3 separate regions of the Bombyx mori genome follow, and all the other regions are linked to region 3. The links are chromatin contacts, called in public Hi-C maps. All regions are on one chromosome and are shown on one strand. Each heading gives the region's core, a stretch centred on a gene start, on an enhancer-like site or on the middle of the called end of the contact. The rest is flanking DNA. Distances are from core to core; before and after follow the strand shown.

Region 1 (2,818 bases), core at 90-2,589, 40 kb before region 3:
TTTTTTATTTGACATTGAATTCTTGTTTGTTGACAAACACTATTATTATACGGAAATAGATTTTTTTTGGTTATCAAATAAATATATCAGTTACACAATTACTCGCTATATAGCTATATTGCTTTATTTAATATCTATATAATAATTATCTACTAAGATGATCTTGCCAGTCACTGGTTTCAAGGTGTAAATCATCACCCTATTGACTGAATGATTGACCTACCTGATTGTTCATCAACAAGTTCTGTATTCTGGTTTGTTGAAAGTCAAAATATTTACATAATGTTGAACTGCAGACTGTTAGCAACGGAGTTACAAAACTAAACACCAAACTAACTTGAGATTTCTCCGAGTGTCTACCACATACCACCACGTCGAATGGGATAGGTTGAGCGATCTAGATATCGGATAGGGTGGATGGAACGATCTAGATACCGCATTGGGTGTACATAGAAAAAGTGTGGTCACACACATGTATAGAAAAAGTTAGAGAATGGTGCAGTGCTTTCCTCTACGAGTTGTCTGGCCTTTCTTTTTTTTTTCGAGCCGGTGGCCAACCTCCTACGGGGGGCCCGCGCCTAGGGGGCTCGCGGGGTATGTGGGACTTGACGATCTGCAGATGTCGGGAGTAGAACGCGGGCCCAAAGATATTTTTAAGCCCCTACCGCACTAACGACTCCCGTGAACTCTCACACCCGACGCCCGATTTCCGCCCGGGGTCAGAAACCGGGTTCTGCGTCAACCTAGTCAGGTGCACGTGAGTAGCAAACCCTATGACCGGTTGTTCTATCGTCATCTATCTCCGACGAGTAGGGTCTTAGGAGGATGCGGGCACACGGGATTCAGAAGACAAGCTTGTGGAGGTCGTGCGGTGCGGTATTCTGTCCGGAAATATTTCAGATGTGAACGTTTTTTCCCTACCTAACCCTAACCTGTTCGATGGTAGCCAAGGGGCTATTCCAACTATGCGCAGACAGGTAGGTGATCTCACTGGCCCAACGTGAGAGAATTTGCTAACGCTAGCTCTAGCAAGAGTACCTAGTGCTTCGCAGAATCTACCGCTGGATCGGAATCGATGGATTACATACGAAATTTACCGTGGCTCCTCTTAAATTGGTACACTGTGGGGATAATGTATAATTTTTTTTAATTAAAAATTATCCTTAAAGCACGAAAAAACAGTGCAAAATTGGTTTTCTCCACACACAAAAAACTGGACCCTTCATATATCCTCCGATACTACGACAACATTAAAACGTTGCATGGAACGTACGTTACCTAATGTCAAACGTAATACGTAAACAAGTCGAGCGGATAAGAGTGTTGACAGTGCGACGGACACGGACGGGCCTCGTGCTGATAACTTATCACGACTCGACCGGGGAACTTTCCGCTGCGTTAATACGAAGAGAACTTAACGTGACAACAAACCAGACACAGACTATTTGGATGTAGTTTGTTGTTAGGCAGATGGATATCGTATAGTAGTAATAATAGTCCGTCCGGCGCTTACTCACAAGATACGGGTGTGCGATCCTCATGTTATTGGAGCTATTCCTGGGTACTTGTTTCGGGTCTGTAATTTTATCTGTAGTGATAACATTATTTACGATTAATTGTATCCAAAATATAGTATCACTTGTTTTATACTTAGCACCTTAGTAATCTTGCGCGATGGGGATTTGGCCACATTTAGTCCAGAGGTTTTATTAGAGATAGTAAATAACTGGCCAGAATATGCGGACCTCAACACCTGCAGTTGGTTCGTGAGTATCTTGGTCAGTCTCCAAGTCTCACATCCAAACAGGAGAACTCTTTCGAAAACGGAGTCGTACAGGGTCAGCTTGGATAGAATACACACTACGGCGCAGCGGAGACAACGCAGTATCAATCGCGTTTGAGTGGCAACCGCGTTGCAGGAGAAGACCTGGGGTGCCTGTCGGAGAGACGTCAAGGAGCAAGGGCAAGACAGGGACAAGTGGAAACAACTTGTGAGGGCCCTATGTACCAGCAGGGTACCCTAAGACTACAGCAACAACAAAAACCAACAACCTTAGTAGTAAACCAAACAAAATTATGTGACTATGTATGTAAGTCAGGTAAGTAGCGCTCATTGTATTTTGTTTATATTTAAATCGATTGCTTACAAATTTCTTCGTGTTTGTTCATGATTTAAACATAATGGGCTTCTTGACGTTATGATAGATAGCAGATTCTAGATCCGTCGGCTTAGGCTATGCTTTATCATTGTTTATTACGTAGACTGACGGGTCAGATAGTGTTTCGAATTGTACAATAGCGTTTTGTGTTTTTTGTACCAAAACGTAAGGGTCTTTTTTATTTTGGTTTTACATAGATCTTAACCTATTTACAGTTCGCAGCACGGGTGGTTAATGGAGCTTCATAGGGATCACAAGGTGAGTTGCCAACCAAATTTGAAACATAAGGCCGAAGCATTAATTGCTTCACAGCGTAACGTCGTTTTGCGGCAGTAATCGAACTGTAGTATCTTGCCATGCGGCCATACGATATGCCATACGCCATGTCACCAGTAGAAGTGTTTAGCTCGGTTGTACCTTACCTAATTACGACAGTAAAAAAAAAATTATCAGCTTTAAGACGAAAACGCGACACAAAGGCGAGGATGATCGAACTATAGTAACTTCCCATGCGGCCATACGATATGCCATACACCATGTCACGAGTAGAAGTGTTTAGCTTGGTTGTACCTTACCTATTTATGATAGTTAAAAAAAAATTATCAGCTTTAAGACGAAAACGCGACACAAAGGCGAGGATGATCGAACTATAGTAACTT
Region 2 (2,828 bases), core at 284-2,783, 63 kb before region 3:
ACCGACATCTCGCCGCCGGGTGTAGTGCGGAGTGCGAGAGATCGGTTTTCTTCGTTTCTCTTGAAAATTGTCACTGATTTATTATGCCTTCGGGAAAAAACACTGTCACCATGGTAGTCACAAATAAAAACACAAAACTTCACATTCGACTTCGCGGACGACAGTTGTTTGTTGCCACTACATAAAAGACACTAGCTTCTTTAAGAGGTCGAGGAAAGACTGAGCTTCGGCGGCGTGTGTGTGGCGGGGGGGCCGGGCGCGGCAGCCATTATCGAGCGGTGACGTCAGCGCGCGCAGCACCGCCACGCCACCGCGACGAGGACGAGCCGTTAGCCGCGACGCGGATGCGCCACTCGTCCCGACCCCGACGACGCGCTTATCGCACGATAACGACGAACCCGTCTAAATACGCATTGAAAAAAGCAATGAGGTTACCTACTCAATTTTTCGAGAGTTCAATGGTGTAGTAAAGGTAGGTAGGTGCCCTACTCTATATTAAAGTACCTACTTATTATTGGCATAGATTAAGATTTCTAGCCAGTCTTAGGTACCTACTTAATAGGAAATATACAAAAGCGTATTCACGTAGCCATAAATTAAAGTAATCAAGCTATTAATAGGTATTAAATTCTTTAAATTAAATATTTAACGCAACTGCTTATTTACAAAAGCGTATTCACGTAGCCATATCTTAATATGGTAATCAAGGTATTATTATCAAGTTCTTTAAATGAACTATATAACGCAACCGCTGTTTACGTCAGTTTAATTAGAACCACCTATAAATGAATCACACAGTCGCCATACATACTGACACGGCCACGACCCTTTATTCATAGTCCGTGTTATTCAACGAAAGTAAACAGCGTGTTGTAGAATAACAATTAGCGTTAAAATATAACGTAGACACGTCCGATACATTAAATTTCAGTATATTCTCTCCCATCTATTCTCGGTCGGTTTCCTTTCTGACGGCTGCATTCTAAATTATTATTATTACTACTACCAAGCGACTGGATAGGATCCGGTTGGCGTGGAAGCGGGGGGACGCGACCGGTGTGTCGGCCATCTTGAGACGTGACGTCACGTGACGAGTCAGCCGAGCGTGCAGATCGGCAACGTCGCACCGTTCACTTTGCCTTGTTGCCGCTCATTTTTGTTGTGCTTAATAATAATGGAAACAGCTCTCATCACTTTTTGTATGCAGCCGAGGATCGGAGAAAAAACAGTTATACGGCCAGGTAAACGTGAACGGTCGACAAGAACGATTATATCGCTTATAATAAATTAACACGTTTTTGAGTTTTAACGTTGTTCTAAATACGTCATTTTGTAACACAATACCTGAATATGGTCATACTTTGTGTACTTTTAGTGACCGAATATATATCGTTCAGTAATGTGAACTGCAGTTTGATTTCAGCCATCACTAAAAAAATCATTAATTTAACATATTTATTCCACAGACGGATTGCAAAATTAAGTCAACGTATTCTGTATCCACTATCTTCTATCAGCGATTATATCAGTGTCTACTATACATTTTATACTCATCGTTATTATTTGCAATTACTCGTTTAATTCATCCACCATTCATTTGTCTTTCTGCACTCCTATTTCTATCTATATTTTTACATGGATACAATTCTCCATTTTTGATAATATTCCCGTGATACCTACGTAGTACGTATTTATAAGAAAACTTTGTTTAGTGACTTATTTATAATATGGCATCCTCCGTGAAATGTGACGGTTGCTGGTGGTAAGGTCATCTTGTCAGCCTATTCGGATTGGTACTATCGTCCTGTCTATTTTTGCCGTGAGACAATTATACGATTCGGTTTAAAAGATGGGCCGCTGCAATTCGCAGCGTTACACTTCATTAAGCATGTAACTCAAAGCAGAAAATGCTTTGGGTTCCGAACCCCGAAGGCCTGTAGTATCCAAAAACGGACATTACGTTAATAGTATTGCTGTATTTGTAGTAGAAAACAAGCTTATTACAGTACGTCCACTGTACAAAATCATTAAATGCTTCATACAAGCAGTGCGATCCACATTTGCGCATATAGAAACAAAAGACAAAGCCTTGATTGACTCTGAGGAATAACGGAAATCGATTATGAGAAAACGCAGGCAACATACACTGTACGAATGATTCAACACTTCTAATTCACTGGATAGATAATCAAACACCCGGATAGCAATTTGAAATTTCAGTGTTCATTGTTATAGACGGTAATACATTGGCGGCATTGGTCAAACTGTTGAAAGCATATAAGCGAGTAATCAATATATTATTCGGAATACTTGGACAATCAAAGTCAAGCCTATCTATTGCTACTAACCTGTTATGCTAGTTTTACCGAAAGTGACATATAATTTTAATTATCGTCATTTATTATTAGCCAGATGACATGGAAGAAGGCTTGGGCATTGTCTTGAACCATTCAACACAGAACATAGATGTGGCAGCTGATATTGACAGTAAAATCACGAGACTTTGGAACGAAACGGTTTAAAACGTCAATTTTATAAAGTTCGGACAAAAACTTAATTGAAATCGTGTTATCCAAGTGTAGAAATATTTACTGGAGTTTGATGAACTGTAGCGTCAAAGCTCCATTTCAACATTAAAACGAATTAAAAATGTGTCCAGAAATACAATGGAACATAATTTGAATTACCTCACTATAATGAATATAGTGTTATTTCTGAATTTGCACACACTAAATCAAGAAAAGTCTATATGTTAATGTTCTGTTTTCTTTACATTAATTTTTTTTCAGAAGGAATGCTATTTAAGGGCTTTATAATCATATACATAT
Region 3 (3,013 bases), core at 196-2,695:
CATGTGATGCGTAGAGAGAAGATGAATGTGTCTAGGAGATGTATGGAAATGGTAGTGCAAGGTAGAGGGGTAAGAGCAGGACCGAAGAAGACATGGATGGAGTGTGTGAATGACGATATGAGAGAGGAGTGAGTGTTGAGATGACGGCTGATATAAGAGAATGAACAGAACAATTAGCTGTGCCAACCCCTCTTAGTGGGATAAAATGGAAAAAAGAAGAAGAAAGTCATTCGTAATCACATCCAAGGTACGTATTTCATCAGAAAAATCGGTATCCGTATGCCGGATTTGAGCACCGACTTGATCATCGCTTTATGCAAGCACTTCGGGCGTCTTGTCTTTTAGGTCACGACAACTTCTGTTTACGCTACACCTCGCAAAAACACACTCGTATTATTTACACTAAAAGCTCAATGACTCACGTAAGATGGCAGCCAGTAAAAACACAATTTCACGGACATTAAGCATTTCGTTCGTCTCTGGTAACGTATACCGGATTCACTGTTTAGGTTATATTCGAACGTTTTACGATATCGACTTTTACTTTTATACTAACATAGCTGTTGTTGCTTACGTTAGAGATTTACTTTGCGTTTTGTGCGATAATTTCTTTTTTTGTTTTATTTATTTTATTCAATCAGAACTTTAGTATTTCCAAATTCGAAACGGGACGACAGATTGACAATTGTTTTTTGCAACAGAAGATCTGGTGGTAGGACCTCTTGTGAGTCCGCGTGGGTAGATACCACGACCCTGCCTATTTCTGCCGTGAAGCAGTGATGCGTTTTGGTTTGAAGGGTGGGAAGGGCAGCCGTTGTAACTATACTTGAGACCTTAGAACTTATATCTAATTTACATTGTAGATGTCTATGGGCTCCAGTAACCACTTAACACCAAGTGGACTGTGAGCTCGTCCATCCACCTGAGCAATAATAAAAAAAACTACTATAGATAAGACTGCCATTATACCATTTAGCAACCTTGCGTTCCGTGGATGACCTCATTCACGTCATGGCCCGTGGACTCCGGTGACCACTTGAGACCATTAGCCGTCAACTTATATCAGCCACTCCCGTCGCGTAGCTGGCCCCTTAGGCTACCAGCGAATAGGTAAGAAACGTACTTTTTTATTGGTCTTGTCCGCACGGGTAGGTACCCTGCTTATTTCAGCCGTGAAGCAGTAATGCGTTTCGAATGAAAGGTGGGGCAGCCGTTGTAACTATACTGAGACCTTAGAACTCATATCTCGAGGTGGGTGGCGGCATTTACGTTGTAGATGTATATGGGCTCCGGTAACCAATTAACACTAGGTGAGCTCGTCCACCCATCTATGCAATAAATAAATAAAGAGGAAAAAAATCAGCCACCAAGTAAACGACAGTACACTGGCAACGTTGTTCTTTTGAAGATTAGATTCAGCCGCTCCTAAACGAAGCTGACGTGAGTCACACGCAGGCTTCGTGCAAGCTACATCGGAATAGTCGCGGTGTGTAGACTGTATGACGGTTACGCAAGCCACACCTGAGCCAACATCCTTGTTTGCGCAATAAGGTGTCACGTGGTCAACATTCTGTTATTATAATAAGGAAATATGTCACATATTTACGATTTGTAACGGTATCATTGTTAACCTTTTGACACGATTCGAGAATTAAAAAAAAACAACTGACACTGCTGTAGGAAAGAGAAAAACTAAGGGCCCTATACGATTTCCAAACAACTAATTACAGCAATGTCCCTAAAATATCACGATCAAGCGAAAAAGACAATATAACGCAAACGCACGTCCAGCGTCAAGGGAGGGCGGTATCTGCCAACTATTTTCACTTTACGTTGCGCATTAAGTAGGTATTTATTCTGAATATTGTAAACGGACAACAATACGCACTGGGTAGATATTGCTTTTGTACAGTCCTATAACGGCTATACTATGCTTCAGACACAAAGTCAGGGCTTGAAATAGGACTACAGTTCCTACCGCCAGATTTCGCGAACGAGTCCTTTACGATGCTTGTTCCCTTAGATTTTATACAGCCAGTGTAAATGATCTAAGCTTGTTCCGATCTGGGTGGTGTTTACGGGGCTTTGGCTATATATACTACTTAAGAAATTAGGTACAATGACGGCCGTTTTATTAAAAACTAGTCATTATTAAAATCATGTCGTAAGATTGGTGGAGGCATTCCCGTTTTGATATCTATGGGCTCTGGTAACCATTTAACACCAGATAAGCCATGAGCCCTTTCACCTGTCCAAGCAATAAATAAAAACACATTTTCCCGATTAAGGTCTGAATCGTCCCGGATCACAAGCTCTCTTGAGTATTCGATACGTCGAAGTAAACCTGAAACGTTTTAAAATATAATAAAACTCAAAATTAAACCATACAATCGTAATCATATCATACTTATTTTTGTCGCTGACGTAAAACTGCATTCGGCTAAATTAAAATTTATCGTTAAGTATTTTCGAATATGATGAATGAGAATGTGAATAACAAACACAGAGAAATGAAGTATAAAACTAGCCTCGGCGGAATTTTGGGTAGTGATGGAATGAATACCAATATTTGTGGTCGACGAATACTTTCATAACATTCGTATGAACACCTTTTGAATAAACGCAACGCGTTTGTGGTGAGTATACTTAAGTATATAGCTATTATGATTTAGATTTCCGAGCATATTTAATTTTGTTGACGTTTGACTTATATTTTTTTTAAGATAAGCCTAATGTCAACAATTCTGTTTGTTCAGGTGTTGTGTGCTTTTCGGGAACACCAGCGGCACTGGTCTGCCCTCTGTGATGGCCGACGTCAAATCATTTTCTTCAACAACTCAGTGGTCAGGCATCTTTGGACGTCTAGTTGTGGTGTGAACGGCGGTCAACCCTCCTAAACTCCTGGTCCCAATCTAGGTCGAGACTTCGACGTTTGGACGAGAGCGTAGGGATAATTTAATGGTTCACTTAGACTACCATCTTGAATCTTCGATGACCTCCGCTTCATTGGCGG

The links. A called contact is a pair of places that touch in the nucleus more often than the background predicts.
Region 1: a Hi-C map of middle silk gland shows a contact between it and region 3, with 1.5 times the contacts expected there. The contact joins two enhancer-like sites. A contact is called at or near these places in 2 of 7 Hi-C or Micro-C datasets (middle silk gland and whole pupa).
Region 2: a Hi-C map of whole pupa shows a contact between it and region 3, with 2.2 times the contacts expected there. The contact joins the promoter of LOC101737357 here to the enhancer-like site in region 3. A contact is called at or near these places in 2 of 7 Hi-C or Micro-C datasets (posterior silk gland and whole pupa).

What each region holds. Positions count from the first base shown.
Region 1 is chr18:13,166,767-13,169,584 of ASM3026992v2, forward strand. All of the region lies in intron 3 of LOC101740927, which reads right to left. Among protein-coding and RNA genes, the nearest start is that of LOC101737357, 24 kb to the left of the region's middle. Within about 2 kb of position 1,340, at least 7 of the 8 cell types and tissues checked have open chromatin away from gene starts, as enhancers often do.
Region 2 is chr18:13,143,031-13,145,858 of ASM3026992v2, forward strand. It overlaps LOC101737357 (interferon regulatory factor 2-binding protein-like A), which reads right to left and starts at 1,534. Exons shown (of 4, transcript XM_021349330.3): 1 at 1-1,534. The coding sequence starts at 8. All of the region lies in intron 3 of LOC101740927, which reads right to left.
Region 3 is chr18:13,206,461-13,209,473 of ASM3026992v2, forward strand. All of the region lies in intron 3 of LOC101740927, which reads right to left. Among protein-coding and RNA genes, the nearest start is that of TRNAT-CGU, 54 kb to the right of the region's middle. Within about 2 kb of position 1,446, at least 6 of the 8 cell types and tissues checked have open chromatin away from gene starts, as enhancers often do.